Linked DNA regions of Mus musculus: region 1 is linked to region 2. The links are chromatin contacts, called in public Hi-C maps. All regions are on one chromosome and are shown on one strand. The core of a region is the stretch at or near the end of the contact, and the rest is flanking DNA. Distances in the headings are between cores, read along the strand shown. Region 1 overlaps Dlg2 (discs large MAGUK scaffold protein 2). Region 2 overlaps Dlg2 (discs large MAGUK scaffold protein 2).

Region 1 (6,366 bases), core at 71-2,570, 580 kb before region 2:
AAGGATAAATAGGATTAAGAACATTTCAAAAAAGATGTATAGAAAGGTACTACTGTAGAAATTTTCTAACACACACATAATGCACACAGAGAGAGAGAGACAGAGACAAACAGAGACAGAGAGACAGACAGAGACATAGAGAGGGAGGGAGAGAGCGAGTGGGAGAAGGAGGGAGAGAGAGGGAGGGAGAGAGAGAGAGAAGATGTGATGGAATTACTCTATTTCAGGGCAACAATGTCCTTACTAGACAGCACAGGCTAACGAATAAACAGTCTAGTGCTGTGAATGGGTGACTTTTTTGAGAGTTCTTGGCCAGTGATTCCTCTAGACCATAAACAGTAAGCCTATTGTTGTTGCTTTTGGTTATGGCCAAACTTGATGGTAAGATAGCACATACTTAGATCATAAGACATGGAACAGTCAACCGGTTAGCTTTTATGGTGCTGGAACATGCTATGCATATTAATGGAAGGGAAGTACACCTCAGTCATAGCCAGCCACAGTGAAGCTTATTGCCTACAGTAATGGCTGGCCTGGAAAAACACACCCACTAGAGTAATAGTGAGAGTGATCAACCACTTTCTGCTTGACTTCCTTCTCTACAAGCTAAAACCCACACCTGACACTGTTAGCAAGGTCAAGAATTTATGGCTAGATTGGTAATAGGACCTAGAGGAAAAAAAACCTCCTAGTATTATTATGCTAAATAGACATAGCATTAGACCAATCCCATCATTATACCCATTATCTGAAAGGCTATTTGTAATAGATAATGATTAACACAGAGACACACAAATGGTTGAAGTACAGAGTCCAAGAGACTGCTGAACGTCCAGCTCTGAAGGGTATGCATATTCTATGCATACATATGCACATAATCTCCTCCCAGGATTTATAGAGCAGAAGGAGTGTAAGAACCAGAGGAAACCATGTCTCCTGGACACACCAGGGCAGTTGCACACATGCACTTACAGCAGTTGCAGCAGCATGCAGAAAAACAGTGCAAACACAAGCCAGGCCACAACCCAGCACAGAGAGAGGAGGTGGCCATGCAACCCACCTCTTGCTGTAGAGTCACAAAATGAGGGACACAAAATGAGGTGGGTAGGTGGGAAAGGTGGGTATGGAAAATGTTAGAGGGGAGGTGTAAATATGATTAGAACATGTTGTAGTAAACTCTCAAAGAATTAATAAAAAATTTAAAATTCAGTAACAGTTATTCTCTTCTCATTTGTTGAAGTTCAAAGGCTGCTTCTAACCGCTCTGAATTCTCTCTATACAAAGGACCTTTAAGACTGCCAACTGTTGAACACTGAGTGACTACTCACAGACAGTACAGATAAGGAAAAACAAAACAAAAAATGTTTAGCAGGCTGAGGTGTGGCTTGGTTGGTAGAGTGCTTGATTAGAAGGCAAGAAGCCTTGGATTGGATCCCTAGCACTTCATAAACCAGGCTGATATTCACCCACCTTTAATCCCAGTTCTGGGGAAGGAAGACAGGAGGATCAGAAGTTCAAGGATTAAAACTGAAATCAAGTTTAGGTAAAATAAAACACTGCCTAGGCTTTTTGCATCAAAATAATAAAGGTTTAGGGGCTGGGGAGATGGCTCAGGGGTTAAGAGAGCTGTCTACTCTTTCAAGAGGTCCTGTGTTCAAATCCCAGCAACCACATGGTGGCTCACAGCCATCTGAAATGGGTACTGATGCCCTCTTCTGGTGTGTCTGAAGACAGCGACTGTGTACTCATATACATAAAACGAATAAGTAAATCTTAAAAAAAGTCTGTACTAAAACATGGGATTTTAGGTTGAGTGACAATATTAAATGACCTCTATAAGCATTTTATATGTAGACAGATATATGAACATACGTATAGATACTGAATATTTAAATATAAAAATGTCTCCTTTAAATTCTAAATTTCTGTAGCTCTAAGAAGTCTATAAATGATTGATTTCCTCATGCTAAAAGTGCTTATGGGAAACTTTGTGCTTTAAATAGCAAATTATGATTTTGTTTTACACAGACCATAAGACAGAAAATCATAAAGATGATTTTGCCATTTATCACAAGTCTACTGATGAGAGAAGTTTTTAAAACAACTTTTAGGAGCTTCTATTAACATTGCTCAAGTACATGGTATTTGACAGTATTGCTTTCTTTTCTCAGTTTTTCTTATGACCACTTTTTATTAAATGCTTCTTAAAAGTTCATATCATATGCAAAGTATTCCCCTCAATAATCTATTTAAAGTTTTATGTGATTTAAGTTTTTCTCCAATTACTTTTATACAACCCACCTACTTCTATCTTAGCTACATAAATCTTGTCTTTGTCAGATATTAACACCTTCCAGATATTTCTAGACCAATAAAATGTTTCTCTCAGCTTTGCTATTTCCTCAAGGAATACTTATTCTGTTTTATATCCTCATATATCCAGAAAAATATGACTATGGCATAATATGGTTACCGTTGTCGACATTTCTTTTTTGACAATCTTACCAAACTCTGTAAATACACAAAAGAACCTTTCTGTTTTGAGAGGTGATGATTAAACAGCAACCATAACCAGTTGCCAGATGGTTGAATGTATACACTAAGTAGGATATATTTTATACAGGATAGATGAGGGTATTTTCAAGCTGAATCATTTGATAAAGTAGTACCAAAGATAATAATTTTTGAATAGATGACTGACTCTCACTGCCAACTCTGGGCCGTGGAAATTGGGCACCAAGGGCAAATCTGTCACACCTGAGAGTTTATGGGTAAATTAGCTGGAGTCACATTCACCACCTCACTTCCATAGCAGGAGCCATCTCAAATACTCTGCATCATTTGCATCTCCCAGGTTTGAAAGCTCAGTCATGTTGAACTTCCTCTTTCTCTGTCAGTTTCCAAGAATTACTGGTTCTTCTTTTAGAATACGTTCATTTTGGTGTCTATATCATGATGACCCTGTTACTGCTAATGCAGAATAGAAGACCTGAATGTACCCACCAGGACTCTTCCACTACATTGCTGAGTGACCTTGCCTCAGTGTCCACACCCATAAGGTAGTAGTGAGAGGTCTCACATGGCTGCTTGTTTTTGGAAAGAGGGGATTGGGGAAAAGAGGGGACACGGTCGGATGAGCATGAAGCAGGTTGGATGTATAAGGAGATTGGAATTTTCTGTCCTGCAGGCTAGAAGAGATGAGTTTGGGAGAAGACACTGAAGAGATCCTTAAACCACCAAATAAGGAGTGAAACAGGCATTCTGCAAAGCCCCCATGTCCTTCACATCCATGAGATGTGTTCTTGATGCTGTGCTCCACTGCCAATCAGGATACTACACATATACCTTACATTCTATCACAGTACTTTCTACTTGCCAAAGCATAGCTGTATTTCACCACTTTTAATGGAAACTATCTCTTCATAGGAAATGCCACCAGCTTCCTATTCCTCAGAGTCCAAGCCACAGCTCCTTGACTATAAAGGATGCTTAATACCAGGAATTGATTTAATTTTATGAGCATGGGCAATTCATTTGTCCTTTAATGAGTTTCCTTAGCAGTAAACAAGAGCTTTGCATGTGAACTTCAAGCACTCTCAGTAATGCTGTGTAGTAAACTTTCTAATTAAAAATATAAAATAACTTTCTAATCATTAAAATATGAACACTAATATAAAATTGATTTTGAAATGAGTAGGAAAAAAAACCTCACTGCATTCATTTTATATAGAAAGTCTTTGGAGGCAGAGATGCATGAATAATTTTTCTGATGTACTACCTTCTGGTTTCTGCCTCTACTTCCTGTCTGGATGGGAATTTCATTGAGGGCAATTCATAACTGTTCTGTGCATACTGTTCATTGATGCTCAGCCTTAAAAGACCAAACAAAACAAAAAAAATGAAAAAAGAACAAGCAAAACAAGCAAGCAGGTTTCTGGTAAAAGCCATATCCATCTTATGGACATTCTGAGCATTTTATTTTTGCAGCCAGACTGAGCACATTGTATTCTTAGCACCACCTCTAATGAATCCAGACAAACAAGCAACAACACCATTGTCTTAGTCAGGGTTTCTATTCCTGCACAAACATCATGACCAAGAAGCAAGTTGGGGAGGAAAGGGTTTATTCGGCTTACACTTCCATACTGCTGTTGATCACCAAAGGATGCAGGACTGGAACTCAAGCAGGTCAGGAAGCAGGAGCTGATGCAGAGGCCACGGAGGGATGTTCTTTACCGGCTTGCTTCACCTGGCTTGCTCAGCCTGCTCTCTTATAAAACCCAAGACTACCAGCCCAGAGATGGTCCCACCCACAAGAGGCCTTTCCCCCTTGATCACTAATTGAGAAAATGCCTTACAGTTGGATCTCATGGAGGCATTTCCTCAACTGAAGCTCCTTTCTCTGTGATAACTCCAGCTGTGTCAAGTTGACACAAAACTAGCCAGTACAACCATCTAGCTTCCTCTTCTAGATCTCAGAATCTATTGTTTCAGTATAGTATAGTTATTTTGAATTTTTTCTTCCTCTTAAAAATAATTTTTTATTCATTTACATCACAAGCATTGCCCCCCTTTGCTAGTCTCTCCTTACTGAGACCCTTCCCCCATTATATCCTCCTGTTCTCCTCTGAGAGGATGGGGATTGCTGGATCCCCCAACCCTGGCAGATCAAGTTCCTGCCAGATTAGCCACATCCTCTCCCACTGAGGCAAGACAAGGCAGCTTTGTTGGTGAATGGATACCACATTCAGGCTACAGCTTTAGGGAAAGCCAATTAACTCTCATCTTAAAGTGAATGGTCCTTGGTCATTGATCATTTCCAAACTTTGAAACAAACCAAATCTCTCTCTCTCTCTCTCTGTCTGTCTCTCTCTCTCTCCTTCTTCCTTTCCCTTCCCTTCCCACTCTGTCTTTGTTTTATTTATTTATTTATTTATTTATTACTTTTATTATTATTATTTTTTACAGTCTAGTCATTGCCCCTCCTCACGGTCAGCTCTTCTACAGTTCCTCACCCCATTCCTCCTCCTCTGCCTTCAAGAGGATGTCCCCCCCACTCCTTGGGGCCTCAATTCTCTCGAGGGTTAGGCACATCTTCTCCACTGAGGCTAAACCAAACAGTCCTCTGCTGTATATGTGTTGGGGCCTCAGACCAGCTCGTGTATGCTACCTGGTTTGGTGGCTCAATGTATGAGAGATCCCAGGGGCCTGGGTTGGTTGAGACTGCTGGTCCTCCTAGGGAGTCATCCTCCTCCTCAGTTTCTTCCAGCCTTTCTCTAATTCAACCACAGGGATTCTTGACTTCAGTCTTATGGTTGTATGTAAGTATCTGCATCTGTCTCTGTCAGCTGCATGTTGGGTCTCTTGGAGGACAGCCATGTTAGGCTCCTGTCTGTAAGCACTCCATAGCATCAGTAATAGTGTCAGGCCTTGGAGTCTCCTCTTGGGAAGGATCCCAAGGGGGGTGGGCATTTCTAGATCACTTTTCCCTCAGTCTCCTCCATTTTTGTCCCTGTCTTTTGGTGGGGGGTTAACAGGTTTTTCTGTGTAATCCTGGATGTCCTGGAAATCACTCTGTAGACCAGGCTGGTCTTGAAGTCAGAGATATGCCTACTTCTGTCTCCTAAGTGCCTCATTAAAGGTGTGTACTACCATTGCCTGCCTAAACTGCTTATTATAGGAGAACTGCTATATATATTATTATGATCATATTGTTGACTCATTGTTCAATCATTTAAAAATTAGTATTATAGTATACAACAATGCAGACTAGAAATAAATCTTAACAATGAAACAATGGAAGCAAAAAATGTGAAGTTGTGTGACTTCTCATGTACCTAATAACATAGAATAATCTGGCAAACATCAGATCTGGTCATTTGACTCGTGAATAATGATTCTGCAGTGGTCTCTTATATTTCTTGCCTTTTTCCTAGAAGATGCACTGGCTATCTTTATTTTGGACCATAATTTCAAGGATATTAGCTAGTGTAGTGGATAACCTTGAAAGATAGACAGTATCTCTGGAGTATAGAGAAGGCTCACCGCTCATTAGAAAAGCTTCAGGTTCCCTCCACTGGCTATTCTTTGCTGCACTGGAACTCACATCATTCACAAGCATTCCTAGTATTCTCTGTGGTGCTGTATGAAATCAGGGTTCAGCAAATTGCTGACAATTTTGATATTCTGGCTATGATGTTAGTGTGAGTAGTAAAGTCTTTGATCTAGTATATCAAGATTTGATCTCCACTTCTTTGCCACTGATCATGACAGTATGGGAAGAGACCTGGTTAGTTTGCAAGTGAAGTGAACCCCAGAGATTTGCACTCTCCTTCTTAAACCTGTTTAGCCTGCTTTTAGTAGCAT
Region 2 (6,991 bases), core at 777-3,276:
GTGCCTAGAACTCAGAGGACCATAAACAGTCTTAGTCTAGCACAGGAGGTTCTCTGGCAGTTTGGAAGGGGGTGCTAGGCTGGCAGAGCAGATCAGAGTTGATCCAGAAGCTGGAAGTCTGCCAAGTTCTCATAAATAAAAATCTGTTTATCTTTTGTTGAACAAAAAGTACTCTACTCTCCTTTCCGACTAGCAGCCTGGGTTGGCACAAGACAGAAGATCAAGGAAGGAGAGAAATATGGAGATAGAAAGAGAGGGAGGTAGGGAAGAAGATCAAAGTGGGTGTGTGTGATATAAATCAAAAGCCAAGGAAAGCCAGAACATGTATGTGTGCTTCTGAGTTCTTGGTGATACCACAACATCGTACATCTATAAGATACAACCAGAAAACACATTGCAAAGAATTTGAAAGAGGTTTGCTATGTAAGGCTTAAAGCTATGGGGTGAAGCAGGTTTGAGATTAAGAAATAATTCTGCTTACACTAGCCTGATATGTAGAAATTGCTAAAGTTGCTTCTGTTAATTGTACGGAAAACCAGTATTCTCTGTGTCAAATCTCATTTCTTTTTGTCACCTAAGCTCTCCAAGGGTTGAAAAGCAAATCTTTACTTTTATCTCCCATAATGTTCAACCAGAACGCTCCAGAGTCAGTTGGCTGAGGGACTTTGCTGAGAGAAAACTTCTTTGAAAAAGGAGTTATTTCGCAAACAGGAAAAACCTATTTCAGAAGAAGTGTAGAGTCAGTGAGAATATGAAATAAATAACAAATCTGCAAAGGAAGTGATGATTCCTAGGAAATATGTAAATTCAACTCAGAACACAGAAAATAACCAGCTGGGAGAAGGAAGCAGGCTCAAGAAATGAACTCTGGAAAAGTATGGGCTTTTATTTCCTCTCCCAACAGTTCAGCAGAACTGCCAGGCGTGTTAAGTGGGGTGTGTGTTATTCATAAAGTCTGATCATTGTAGATATTTGACTTATTTGAGGCCTGTGAGTAGAGAGCTGGCATTTTTCCAGCTCCGTTCTATTTTTCTTGGTGGGCCTGTGACCCTTAACCTGTGTCCAGCCACGCCCTGCACCTGCTGCAGCCTTCTCACCTTGCTACATTTCAGGAACAAACAAGTGGGGAAAACAGGGGGTGGAGGTGGGGGCTGGGTATAGAAGGTGGTGGCTGACAACAAGGAGCAGAAGAAAGAGAAGATAAAGACTCCTCAGTGTAGTGAATGGGTCAGCTCATTGATTCTTTTTTTGTATGTTCACTTTATTAATTTAAACTAAATTCTTGAATGGCACTTTGACTAGATCAGGCTTCTCTTTCTTCTCAGATGTAAAGGAATAGAAGGAATATGGGAAGAGAAAGAGTGAGACAGATATTACATAATTTTCACTGTTTCTCTCGTGTGTCTTCATCCTCCACTGCACTGCTCCTCCCTTTGTCATCTTTCAGGGGGGCAACATTTCTGTGATCATTTTCGTGATGTTTCTTTGCCCCATGGACTGACACGTGTGTAGGAAGAAGGCCCCTAATTGTTTTTGTTCAACCCTGATTGCAGTACCTGATACCAAGTGGGTTCGCAATAAATGTTGAATGAATTGTCTGGCCCAGTCTGTCTGCAAATCTATTATTCAAAGACCTGGGGGGAAAAAGTAGGTCAAAGCTTACTGACCTCTCTCTGTCTCCGATGCTGTCTCTGTCTCTCTTTCTCTCTCGCCTTTGCACCTTTAAGAAAATAACCCACAGGCAGCCATGTTGGCTAGCCCAGTGAACACTTGAGAAGAAGACGTTTTCTTTCTTTTTTTTTTTTTTTTTTAATCAGATTTGGAGCAGGACATGGGCAAGAAGAGCACTGGAGTGAGAGATGACCCACTCTTCCAGGCACTTAGCTTGAATTTTTTTTTCAGACAAACACTCGACTAAAAGGAAATACTAGCTTGCTTTTTGCCACAGAGAACAGGATGAGCCAGGATGTTAATTAAATTACAAATCAGCTGTCTGCTTGCAGCTGACAGAGCTTTGTGCGCTTCCAAGCAACGTCAGATATTTTAAACCCTCTGTAATTACCTACAATGGAGAAGCTGCCAGCAAGGATGCCTTCATGAATATTTAACGGCTCTCAAGATTCTTTTTAAAGCACTGATGATTTGAATAATCAAGAGAGACCCTACTGTTACTTTGGGCTGCCCTCCATCTGTCCAGAGAAGATTCTAGAAGCCCAGTCAGGAGTACAGTCTTTTCCTGAGCTGGGTCCAGATTCAAGGGAAGCCAGATTCACCCAGGGAGTCACCCAAGAGTTAAACAGACCTGATTTCTTTGAATATGTCGTGATGTTTTGAATATGTTTGGCCCAGGGAGTGGCACTATTTAAGAGGTGTAACTTTTTGGGGTAGGTGTGGCCTTTTTGGAGGAAGTAGGTCACTGTAGGGGCGGGCAATGATTACCTCCCTAACCTCGTGGGAGCCGGTCTGCTCCTGGCTTCCTTGGATAAAGATGTAGAACTCTTAGCTCCTTCTCCAGCTTCATGCCTTCCTGGACTCTGCCTTCCTGGTATGATGATAATGGAGTGAACCTCCTGAACCTGTGAGCTATCCTCAATTAAATGTCGTCCCCATTTAAATGTTCCCTTGGTCATGTGTCTTTTCATACCCATGGAAACCCTAACTAAGACTTATATCAAAATGGAACCCCAGTCTGAGGTGCAGTGTTGTGAATTAAATCTACATAGGTAGCACACAGGTTTTTGTTGTTGTTGTTGTTGTTGTTTTGATTTTGTTTTTATTTTTTAGACTAAAAGGCTAATTTTAAATGGTCTTTTCTCAGGTAGTTCTCAGAACTGGACAGAGAAGATGTCACTCTGATTTCCAAGTGTGAAGGAAAGAGGCTTAGAGGATCTTCAAAATACACTGTGAAAATATGTTTCAAGACAGCAAGCTGCAGCCCAACATGGTCGAGGAAAAGTCTGTTCTAGCTATGGAAACATGAGTCCAAACTTCCATTCTGACACTTGCCTCCTGGGAGACCTTTGGGAAGTTCTTGAGTATCTCTGAGCGTCATTTAACTACAGTTATGCATAAAAGAAACAGGGTTTATTTCACAAAAGTAGAGGAGTTGAATACAACACTGTATTCCAGGTGCGCACTAAGGTTCAGGACAAATGGTGACTCCCCCATTTCATGAAATCTGAAGAACGTTGCAGTTTTCAGCTTTGTTATAGAAATAAAAAAGAGTGTAGCCCCCCTCCCGCCCGAGAGTAAACTTTCATTCAGCTGTTTCTATCAGCAATAAGAAGAGAAATATGAACAATTATTTGAATTCTTATCCTTCCACTCCTGAGGCCACTGAACTTAAGTAACCTCATAAAATCTCAGTAGTGGCTAAGAGTCATGTTCTGAAGAGATGATTTGGATAGCTCCTAGTCCATCACCTACCACATAATCTTGGGAAACTCATTAAAGTCTCTACGACTCACTGAAAGAGTAGGAACATGCCTATATCACAGGAATCTGCCAAGTGGCATTACATGGAACGACTTAGGAGATATTTTATACCCTTGTGTATAATCAGTAGGTAGCCTAAATTGTTTTTCTAAGGCATTTGATGCTGTAAATGACTTGTAGTGATTTTAAAAGTGGCAGAAACTAGAGAAATAATTCTACCTTTTCCTCCTCAGTATCTTAATCTGTTTCCATTCCTCTATGAGTCAATCTGTCTGGATGCCTACAAACACAACAGTTTACTGAACCCCTACTAAATGTCAGGTACCATAATAATGTGTTAGGAAAATAATATTACTGAAGACCCTGAAGGGAGTGCTCTCTGGTGCTTCTGGGAGCATAGAGATTTTAAAGAAAGAAAAAAAGATAACACATAGGAGGGAACAGAACGAGTTCCCTGCTTTTCGTGCACCAAGTTAGAGCAACAAGAAACAGATACCACGTAGATGAAGCCATCTCAAAGAGTGTTTCTCTAGACTCATCAGGTCACATATAGGTGAGTAGCAGTCTCATATAAGCATGCAAAAACATACCTAAGTGTATGGGAGGAAGAACAAAATTCTGAGATGATAAATATTTATCTGCTGTTAGTGGCTATTTCCAGGTTACTGTTAATTCCATGCATTGAGTTATATGTATTATTTGGGGTAATAAAATAGTTCAGAAAACAGAACATTTAAGCATGATCAAGGATTGGTGCTGAAGGAAAGAAGGCCCAGTGTATTTTGTGCAAGGGGACAGCTCTGGCCCTATGAAATCCTCATTCAAGTTCAGCTGAGTTAATTTTGGGACTGGATGAACCTCAGAGACCAGGGTAGTCACTGCCAGGTTAGAAATATAGGAAGGAAGAACTACTTGTGGGACGACTGTGGGGGATCAGCTTTTGACGTTAAGTGGCTCCAATACTAAGCCATCAAAGTGATGATTTCAGAAAGAGCCCAGCAATTAGTTTGCCCTTTGGAAGCAAAACTTCAAATACTATCTGAGTAACACTCCGTGGCTCCCTGCTACTGGATTCATTGGAGAACAGTAAGATCCCGTGGGCAGTCTCTGTCTGACTCAGTCCACCAGCTGTGAGTCTACAGCACCAGTGAGAAGCACGCACCATGGAAGAGACAAGCTGACACTTCCCCGGAAGCCCATGGAAAGAGGAAATGTTCATGTTAGTGATAGGATTAAAAATGTGAGGACAAATCCCTGTGCCTCAGTGTCCTGGGATTCAATTCTGTTTCCACCACTAAGAAGCAATGGGGCTTTGGGCAACTATGAAACTCATTCACACTTTATAAAAATCAGACTTGGGGCATGGTGGTTGGTGCTATAGGAAACCAGTGAGATAATATGAATAAATGTTTTGTAACAGCACTGTGTTATATTAGGTCATTTTTATACAAGTTTGTGTTACACAGTGAGTCTGTGGCCTCCTAGACTACTGTATTTCCCTCCCGCTGCAATTGTCCCCCTGGTTTCATTTATAATACAATACATGATTTTATACATCAATATAAGATATTAGAACAACAAATGATGAAAAATATGGTGTATGTCTTTCTGAGACTGGCATTAATATAATATAGCTTCAAATGACTGCATTTATTAAGAAGCACGTACATTTTTTTCTCAAGTCCTCAGTCCTGGCACATACCTAGGGACTCTAAGTATTTGCCTATTTTTGTATCAATGTCAAACAGGTACAAGTATTAAAGCAGACCCTTCCTAGTGCATCTTAGGTAGGCCTTGCCAGTATTAGTGGTAGCTGACATCCACCAGGCTATAATAGACACTTCAGAACAGTTAGGAAATAGCACAAAACCCACTTGAACACGGGCAGACTAACATGCCAAGGATGTGATTTCATCTTGTGAAACAGTGGTCCTCAGCCTTTCTAAAGCTGTGTCCCTCTAATGCTGCTCCTCATGTTGTGCTGACATCCAACCATAAAATTATTTTTGTTGCTACTTCCTAACTGTAATTTCGCTACTCTTTATGAATTGTAATGCATCTGTTTCTCCCAGTGGTCTTAGGTGACCCCGTGAAGGAGGCAGTTCACCCTCAGAAGGGTTGTGCCCCCACCGGTTGAGAAACACTGCTCTACACGTTCAGTAGGTGCTTTTCGATTTCTTTTGAAATGTAAAGGACTCTTATCTTCTCTGGTCATGCTTGCATCCTCTGCCTATATTTATTACATATGCTCAGAAATAACATATGGAGTTAGTTTGGTTCATGCACAAGCCTTCCAACCATATCTGATATCCCAGAATGAAATCACATCCTCACCTGAACCCAGCACATCTCCTGGACTCTTTCGGGAAGGCTGTGTGCCTATGTCAAGTGTATTCCAGGTATCCATTTCCTTTTCTTTCCTCTGTGACACTCAGAGACTGACATGCATTCAACAAATTATATATTATCAGTGGCTACTAAATTTAAAATGTCAGGAATGCAGAAGTTAACATAAAGCAAGAACTGGGAACAATTGGGTTCATACTCCAGATGAATTAGTTTGACTATTTGTTTTTTTTTTTCCCCTCAATAGGCAAGAAAGAAAGAAAGAAAGAAAGAAAGAAGGGAGGGAGGGAGGGAGGGAGGGAGGGAGGGAGGGAGGGAGGGAGGGAGGGAGGAGAGAGAGAGAGAGAGAGAGAAAGAAAGAAAGAAAAAGGGATGATCTGTGTTATTCTTGATCTCCCCTCTCTCTCTGCACCCCCAGTGTGCACTGTGCATGCATGTCAGTGTGTTTGTGAGTGAGTGTGTGCATGTGTGTGTCTGTGTGTGTGTAGGTGGATGTGCACATGAGGGAGGGGTCTGGAAAGACCAGAGGTATTGCATTCCCCTGGAGCTGGAGTCAAAAGCATTTATGAGCTTTTCTGCCTGGGTACTACAAACAAATGTGGGTAATCTGCAAGAGCAGGACACACTTCGTACCACTGAGTCTTCTCCTAGGACATCATCATTCTTCCTTTACCAGTGTGCATCATGTTGTACAATGAGGAAGATACCAAAGCCAGAGAACACAAGCTCTCTGAGTTTTCTATCGTGAAAGCAATGTGGCCCATCACAGTGTTCTGACCCAGCTGCCTCTGTCCCACAGTTTCTGTGATAGAGGAATGTAGGAAAATGGAGGGTCCAAAGACAAAGGTGAAACTGTAATGCTGGCAATAGATTCCAGCTAAAAAATATTGTTTTATAAATAGACGATTACATATATGTCAGTATTTCCACAAGTAAATTTGCTTCTTACGGTTATACTTAAATATTTGCCAAAGAAAACAATATGTAATGTAATGTCTTTGGGAATGCATTTTATAATTGAGTGAGTTGCTCAAGTAGGTAACTGAATGATCCACTGAAAGAAATGATTTTTGTGTATACTAAAGTCTTTAATATATCATTCTCCTAAAAAAAAAAAACAAAAAAAACAAAAAAAAACTTACATGAGTTTCATAAGCAGATACTATTTTATTTCCTCTATTTTTCTTTTGGGAACATAGATACAGAGAGA

The links. A called contact is a pair of places that touch in the nucleus more often than the background predicts.
Region 1: a Hi-C map of the N1E-115 cell line shows a contact between it and region 2, with 3 times the contacts expected there. The contact joins two enhancer-like sites. A contact is called at or near these places in 2 of 39 promoter capture datasets (the 3T3-L1 cell line and the C10 cell line), 5 of 15 datasets of contacts at CTCF or cohesin (the NIH/3T3 cell line, embryonic stem cells, pro-B cells and 1 more), 129 of 484 Hi-C or Micro-C datasets (the 3T3-L1 cell line, 3T3-L1-derived adipocytes, the AML12 cell line and 72 more) and 11 of 115 datasets of contacts at active chromatin or transcription factors (the 230-238 cell line, PVALB interneurons, astrocytes and 7 more).

What each region holds. Positions count from the first base shown.
Region 1 is chr7:92,020,070-92,026,435 of GRCm38.p6, reverse strand. The region is part of intron 10 of Dlg2 (discs large MAGUK scaffold protein 2); the gene reads right to left. Among named protein-coding and RNA genes, the nearest start is that of Gm32353, 66 kb to the right of the region's middle. Within about 2 kb of position 1,320, at least 10 of the 459 cell types and tissues checked have an H3K27ac peak or open chromatin away from gene starts, as enhancers often do. A contact at or near this core is called in the N1E-115 cell line, where this site is marked.
Region 2 is chr7:91,438,071-91,445,061 of GRCm38.p6, reverse strand. All of the region lies in intron 1 of Dlg2 (discs large MAGUK scaffold protein 2), which reads right to left. Among named protein-coding and RNA genes, the nearest start is that of Gm24552, 200 kb to the right of the region's middle. Within about 2 kb of position 2,026, at least 42 of the 459 cell types and tissues checked have an H3K27ac peak or open chromatin away from gene starts, as enhancers often do. A contact at or near this core is called in the N1E-115 cell line, where this site is marked.